Linked DNA regions of Mus musculus: region 1 is linked to region 2. The links are chromatin contacts, called in public Hi-C maps. All regions are on one chromosome and are shown on one strand. The core of a region is the stretch at or near the end of the contact, and the rest is flanking DNA. Distances in the headings are between cores, read along the strand shown. Region 1 has its middle 22 kb from the start of Gm33381. Region 2 overlaps Gm33162 (a long non-coding RNA gene).

Region 1 (3,222 bases), core at 452-2,951, 290 kb before region 2:
CCCATCCCGATACACCAGCTCACCCCACGAGCTAGAATTCTTTTAAATGCTTGCACACTGAGTCATATTTTTTCAGGGCTCTGTTCCTTCCAGTGGCCTTTCATCACCTCATTTAAAAGCTCTCTACCATGGCCTGCAAGGCCCACACAGGTCTGGCGCCTGCCGTCAGTCTCCTGCGAGCTGTTCACCCACACTGGCTCACTTTGCTTTGTTTTGAATAGACCAAGTACATTTCTGCACACCTTGCACCTATTTGTCCCTTGGCTCACAAGCCTTCCGTGCCATATGTCAACATGGCTCAGTCCTCCCAGACCAGCTTAACTCGGCGAGCTCCCCACCACCCTGTTACTGTCCCTATCTGGTTGGCTTGTTTTCCTATTGGAAAATAACTCCACTCAGATGAGGCTTGTTTCAGTTGTTCACTTCTGAATTCTGCACCCAGAACTATGACTTGTGCAGAGCAGATGCTTCATGGATGCTTGATAAATGCAGACTTGGATAGATGGATGGATGGATGAATGGATGGATGGATGGATGGGAGGAAGGAAGATGGGTTTTCATGCATTTGCTGCGTTGAGGCAGGGGAACTGGACTTGATCTCAAGTTTTGCAAGGCTCAGAAGAGGCTCTTCATAAAGCAATTTTGAGATGTTGAAAAATCACAGTGAGAAAGGAAAAGGACCTCTGGCTCCAGAAGCCTGTCTCTGAGAAGTGCCTGCCTCCTCTCTCTGTGCAGCCTGATAGAGCAGACCTGAGAAGGCACACTGATGGGCCTGCATCGCAGCTCCCTACAGCTGGTGTCTGCTATCCTGACTGGGATCCAAGGTGCACTTCGAGGGCTGTGTGGACAACACACACTCTCTCTGCTTGTAAACAATGCTTGTCAGCAAAGCTTTCAGGCTTTCTCCCTTCCTGCCAAGCCTGGGAACAAATAGCAGTGGTCTTGGCAGAAGCCCTCCCTCCCCATTGCTTTGTTTCTGAGTCTAGACCATTCATTTCCTCTCATTCAACAGCTTTGCTCTGAGAGGGAGTCACTTTCCTTTGCCAGCTTTAGCTTTTAAGTCCTCGTAGCTCATGACTCTCCTGTCAGGACCCAACCCGGGGTGCTTGGATACAAAGGAATGAGAGATCAGTGCCGAGTGTCAGGGAACTGTGCCGTAATTGAGCAAATCACATCTCCCAAAGACAGCCCAAACTTGGTCAGAGTTGTAGACTCTCCTCCCCACCTGGAGGGGGATGGGAATATTCTGTGGGGCAGTCAACATTAGGGCGGCTCGAAACAAAACCTAACCTGTGGTTTCAGGCCCAAGAGGCAACCATGGATGGAGAACTCACTTAGTGAGCCATGGGCCCAAAGGGTCTGGACTCCTTTTCTTCTTCACCCCAAGCCCCATAGTCTTCTCTTATTTTGCCCTTTCCTCTTTTGCCTCCTTCTAGAATATTCTCCTTTTGTCTCCGTGGTAATGGTCATCAAAAATGTCCTCTGCCCTTGGGTCTCTCTATGTAGGATTCACATATGTGAAACCTGTCCTTTATGACCAGGACAGGTGTTCCAAACGGAGTAAAGACCTACAGCAGACCAGCAGGAGATGCGCAGGGCACACTTGGCGATCTCTGCTGGCTGACTGAGATCTGCTGCTTGGCTGTGGCAGCCCCGCCTGTGCTGTGCGGTGAAGACGTCAGGGGGCGCTCGCGGCTTCTCTCTGGCTGGCTGCTGACCGTGGCCAATGGCAGCGGAGGAGAGCAGTTCGCCACACTGTGGCCCTCTCCCACCGCAGACAGGCTATCCTGACCCACAGGCTCTCCATGCTCTGGATGAGGCTGGCAAAGGGGAGTGTTGACTCCATGGGGACAGTCACAGTACAGTCCACCCTGGACACACAGCGTGTGTCCCCCACCCAGTGCAAGCGTCCCCCACCCAGCTCGGCACAAAGACAACAGATGGGTGGAGGGTGAGAATGTTCCAGAAAAGAACAGTTCAGGCCCCTAAAATCCACGGATATGTGTTCTGTACATTTCCTGTTCTTTGTGCTTTATCTCATTTCATCCCTCCAACCATCCTTTGAACCAGGGTAGGCATTATCAATTTATTCATAAACATTTGAGAATCACAGACCAAAAAAAAAAAAAAAAAAAAAAAATCCAAGGTCACCGCCTGGGCATGCGTATAAGTCATCACTAGTCATTCACAGTGCAGGTGACAGAGAGGCACGTGGAGAAGCCGACCAGGATGGCTTTCCAAGTGGAAACCTCCCCTGTTCCTGGCTTGGTCTGAGGGGAGGGGGTGGGGCATGTTCCTGCCCTTGCTTGACCCGCCCTGTCAGCCCTGTCCGCAGCAGCGGGTCCTCCCAGAAGGTAGATGGGCGGAGCTCTTGAGGTGACAGATGGGGGAGGAAGACTTCTTAGGATTTGCCCTGGACTGAAAATTTCTGGTCGCACCTTTGAACCCTGTAAAGTCCTCAAAGCCTTCTGTTTCAGAAGCTAATCACGCGCTCTCTCCACGGGCCCGGTGACCTTTGCAATGCAGTTAGCCTTTGTTTGCTTTTCTTAAAAGGCCTGCAATTTATGATCCGAACAATGCCCCTTAGGCCAGGAAGAAAGGAATTTGAGGGTCCAGAAAGACTTGGTTTTCTTCCAGCCCTTCACCTCTGAAGCCATAGTTCCTCAATAACAGTGTATAACATTAAGACTGGGAGTACAGGGCAGGGGATTGATCTATAGCTTTGTGTCTCGTGGAGACCCTAGCAAACAAGAATATCCCAAGGATGGCAACAATAAAATCCAATCTACCAGCATCGTGCACCGAAGGGGAGGCTCGTATTTTCGGGTATGACTTGTTAACCAGTTATGCGTGAATGTGGAGAGGGGCATGGATTAGGGAGCTTTCTGTTCAAACAGAAGGGCTGACAAAACCATGGAATCTCAAATCGTCAGACATTCAACGGCCTTTTCTAAGAACCATGGGAGACAAAATGTCTACCTGATCCAGCAAGTCATAGGACACCGGCCACCACCACCCCATCCCCAGCTTAGACGGTCCCAATCCTCCTTTTGTCCTTAGTGAAGGAAGGAGCCTCCCAGTCCCTTGCCAGGCCAGCATTCTGCAGGTTGGAATCCTGCAGGCTACCTCCAAAATCGCCCTAGCTGGGGGGTAGAGGTGCACACAATTAATCTCAGCATTCAGGAGGCAAAGGCAGCTGGGTCTCTATGAATTCATGGCCAG
Region 2 (3,280 bases), core at 225-2,724:
CTCAGCTTGGGACACTATTGGGACATGGTAGAACCTTTGGGAGGTAGAACGAGTGTAGATAAATCACTGGGGTGTGTTCTCAGAGAGATGCTGAGAGCGTGGCCTCTTCCTGTTTCTGTTTCCGGGTCACCATCAGCTTTTTTTTTTTTAAGATTTATTTATTTATTTTATGTATATGAGTACACTGTAGCTGTACAGATGGTTGTGAGCCTTCATGTAGTTGTTGGGAATTGAATCTGTAGAACCTCTGCTCGCTCCCATCGGCCCCACTTGCTTGCTCCAGTAAATCCCACTCTCTCAGTCCCTGTTAGCTCCAGCTCAAAGATTTATTATTATAAATAAGTACACTGTTGCTGTCTTCAGACACACCAGAAGAGGGCGTCAGATCTCATTATGGGTGGTTGTGAGCCACCATGTGATTGCTGGGATTTGAACCCAGGACCTTCAGAAGAGCAGTCAGTGCTCTTACCCGCTGAGCCATCTCGCCAGCCCCCCACCATCAGCTTCTACCTCATGACAGGACCAAAGCCATGAGGCATGAATGAAACTTGGGATGCCATGAATCAAGCTTTCTTCACTATGAGCCATTCTCTCAAGCGTTCTGCTTTCTTATGGAGCCTCCTGAAGAGACGCACACTGCTCTAGGACTGAAACTGGAGCAGCTGAAATCTCTCTCAGGTAGGAAAGAAGGGCATGGTTAGGAGTGCTTTTCCAGAGAAGACAGTAGAAGGATGGACAGACCCAGGGAGGCAATAAAGTAGCCCAGGCTGGAAGGTAGTAATGGAAAGATTCACTTGATAATGAAACAACCCTTCCTCGTGCCGTTACTGTAGTGGGTGGCATGGTGGAAGTCCCAGATCAGGGTGACACCTTTGACCAGGCCATTTGCTTCCACCTAAGTCAGTTTGTCCCAAGGATTCCCTGTGTTTGAAAATAACTGCCCAGATTAATTTCTCTATCAGTTCCAGAGGCCAGAGATGTGAAGACAGGCTTTGTCCACGTGCAGGGCAGAAGGTAGAGCTGGGAAGCTTGACCCCAGCTCAGCAGTCAGCCTCCAGAGTCTGGCCCCAGGCCAGGCCTAACCACACCCCAGCATCTCACCAGGAGAATTTAGACAGACCCTCTCTAGCGCTTTCTCCCATGTGACTAAAAACCTTATCATCCTTAAAGTTGTAAAATCACCAAACTTTGACCTTATTAAAGTCACATTGCTCTGGTCTTGGCAACCCTAACGGGATTTTACAGGTTGGCCTCTACTAGAGTCCTTGACCAGCCCAAGGTCTGGCAGGGTCCATGACGGATGACCTCTGCCTTCAGGGATGGCAGCCCACCCACATTCTCAGCCTCCCATGCCCATCCAGTACCAGGGTCACCGTGGCCTTCCATAAAGGCCTTCTGTTTTGTTACTCATGGAAACGGAGACAGTTCCAGGATCCTGGGCTCTGGGGAGGCACATGAGTATCCTCCCGGCAGTAGCAGCTGACGGTATTTTCTTCTGGATTAATGAAGCACAGTGGAGCATTCAGCGGCTTTGTAATGATTAATATGTCAACTCGGTTTCACGGGAGACGCAAGCAGGAAAGTGAAATTTGAACTGAGGAGGAGGACCAGCAGAGCCAAGGAAAGAACAAAGGGAGAAGCAGCAGCAGTGGGGGCGGGGTGGGGGTACCATGTCACCAGGCTGAGCCCCAAGCTGAGAAAAGGGACCGAGGTCTTCTGCTGCTGTAGAGAAGATTCTGGAACAGCGCTTAATCTTCCACATACTCGGGTGTGAAAGATGTGGACCCCACGGGGATTGAGTTTTCCCCTCTCCCAAGGGGGCAGAAATCGCACAATAGTTTTGCTTTAAGTGTTGAGGTGCAGAGCCCCTAGCTCTCCAAAACCAAAGACAAAGCTGCTCCCAGCTGGTGATTCTTAGGCCATGTCACCCCTGTCAGTAACCCCTCTTTAACACTTTCTAGCGAAGTTGGGAAGGTGGCAATGGCATCCTCTGCTGAGCCCTGTGGGACCCAGTCCTTAGGCTGTAGAGGAGGAGGTCCCCTCAGCCACTCCAGGATATTCATGTGCCATACAAGGCACTCTGCATGCAGTATGTGAAGGTACAATAGAGCCACAAGACATGGGTGTACTGAGAGACTGGTGACAAACTGCCATTAGGAAAGACACTAGTGATGGAAACAAATCTTTGAAACCAAACCAAGCCTTTCCTGCTAAATATTACTCTCCAGCTATGATACATGTTCTGTGCAACCAACAAATGGGTCTGTGTGACTCCCACCATCTACTGAAATTCAAGGGTCCTAGATTTCATCTTCTCCTTACTCTAAGCCTCTAGTCATGGGCCAGAACTCCACGAGCTCACTTGTGGACATATGCTTCTCTAATCAGAATGAAAAATTCAAGTTCCACATGCCCTTAAATGACCTGTCATGGGAAATTGCACAAAGATTATTAACATGCCCTAGTTTGTGTGATGTGCAGAGGAAAGGATTGGCCAATTCCTGAAATTTCTTTTTTTTTTTAAATAATTTTTAATTATTTATTTAATATACATAAATACACTGGAGCTGTCTTCAAACACACAGAAGAGGGTGATAGATCCCATCACAGATGGTTGTGAGCCACCATGTGGTTGCTGGGAATCGAACTCAGGACCTCTGGAAGAGCAGCCAGTGCTCTTAACCTCTGAGCCATCTTTCCAGCCCCCTGAAATTTATTTCTGATTATAATTTTTTAACATTTCATTTTGAAACAATTTCAAGTACACAAAAGATTGCAAAAGATTTACAAGAATCACAATATCTAAAGAGTAAAAATAAAATGAACATCAATAGATGAATGAGATGATGAATAGAGAACATGGCAGATTCACAATGGGATATGGCTCAGGTTTCAGTGTGCTGACATGTTCTGACACATGCCACAACATAAAGACATTAACATAAGCAAAAAAACGTCAGCCACGAGGTTCCTAGAAGAGGCCAGATCAAAAAGAGAGAAAACTGTTAGGAGTTAGACAGAGAAACAGGATTTAATGATTATGAACTTTCAATATGGAGGGATTAAAAGGTTCTGGAGATGGTTCATCATAGTCTTTATTTTAAAATAATCTGGAGATATTATTGCCACCCACCCATGTCAGTTGGCTTCCCTTTACTGTAACAAAATGCCCAAGACAATCATAAGAAGAGAAGGTTGGTTTTGTTCCACAGCTGTGAGGAGCCAAGGATACCCTAAGTAATGTGTATCATGGACACAGGCTCAGCGATGCCAAGGACAC

What was found. Hi-C and Micro-C count contacts between places; a contact is called where the count stands out from the background.
Region 1: a Hi-C map of uterus shows a contact between it and region 2, with 5 times the contacts expected there. The contact joins two enhancer-like sites. A contact is called at or near these places in 1 of 39 promoter capture datasets (liver), 7 of 15 datasets of contacts at CTCF or cohesin (CD8 T cells, embryonic stem cells, hippocampal excitatory neurons and 3 more), 109 of 484 Hi-C or Micro-C datasets (the AML12 cell line, B cells, CD4 T cells and 66 more) and 47 of 115 datasets of contacts at active chromatin or transcription factors (DN3 thymocytes, the HL-1 cell line, the HPC-7 cell line and 33 more).

What each region holds. Positions count from the first base shown.
Region 1 is chr3:101,804,855-101,808,076 of GRCm38.p6, reverse strand. No RefSeq gene overlaps it. Among named protein-coding and RNA genes, the nearest start is that of Gm33381, 22 kb to the left of the region's middle. Within about 2 kb of position 1,701, at least 126 of the 459 cell types and tissues checked have an H3K27ac peak or open chromatin away from gene starts, as enhancers often do. A contact at or near this core is called in Sertoli cells, extraembryonic ectoderm, kidney and 3 more, where this site is marked.
Region 2 is chr3:101,512,020-101,515,299 of GRCm38.p6, reverse strand. It overlaps Gm33162 (a long non-coding RNA gene), which reads left to right. Exons shown (of 5, transcript XR_867519.3): 5 at 3,213-3,280. Among named protein-coding and RNA genes, the nearest start is that of Gm40109, 5.8 kb to the right of the region's middle. Within about 2 kb of position 1,474, at least 33 of the 459 cell types and tissues checked have an H3K27ac peak or open chromatin away from gene starts, as enhancers often do. A contact at or near this core is called in Sertoli cells, extraembryonic ectoderm, kidney and 3 more, where this site is marked.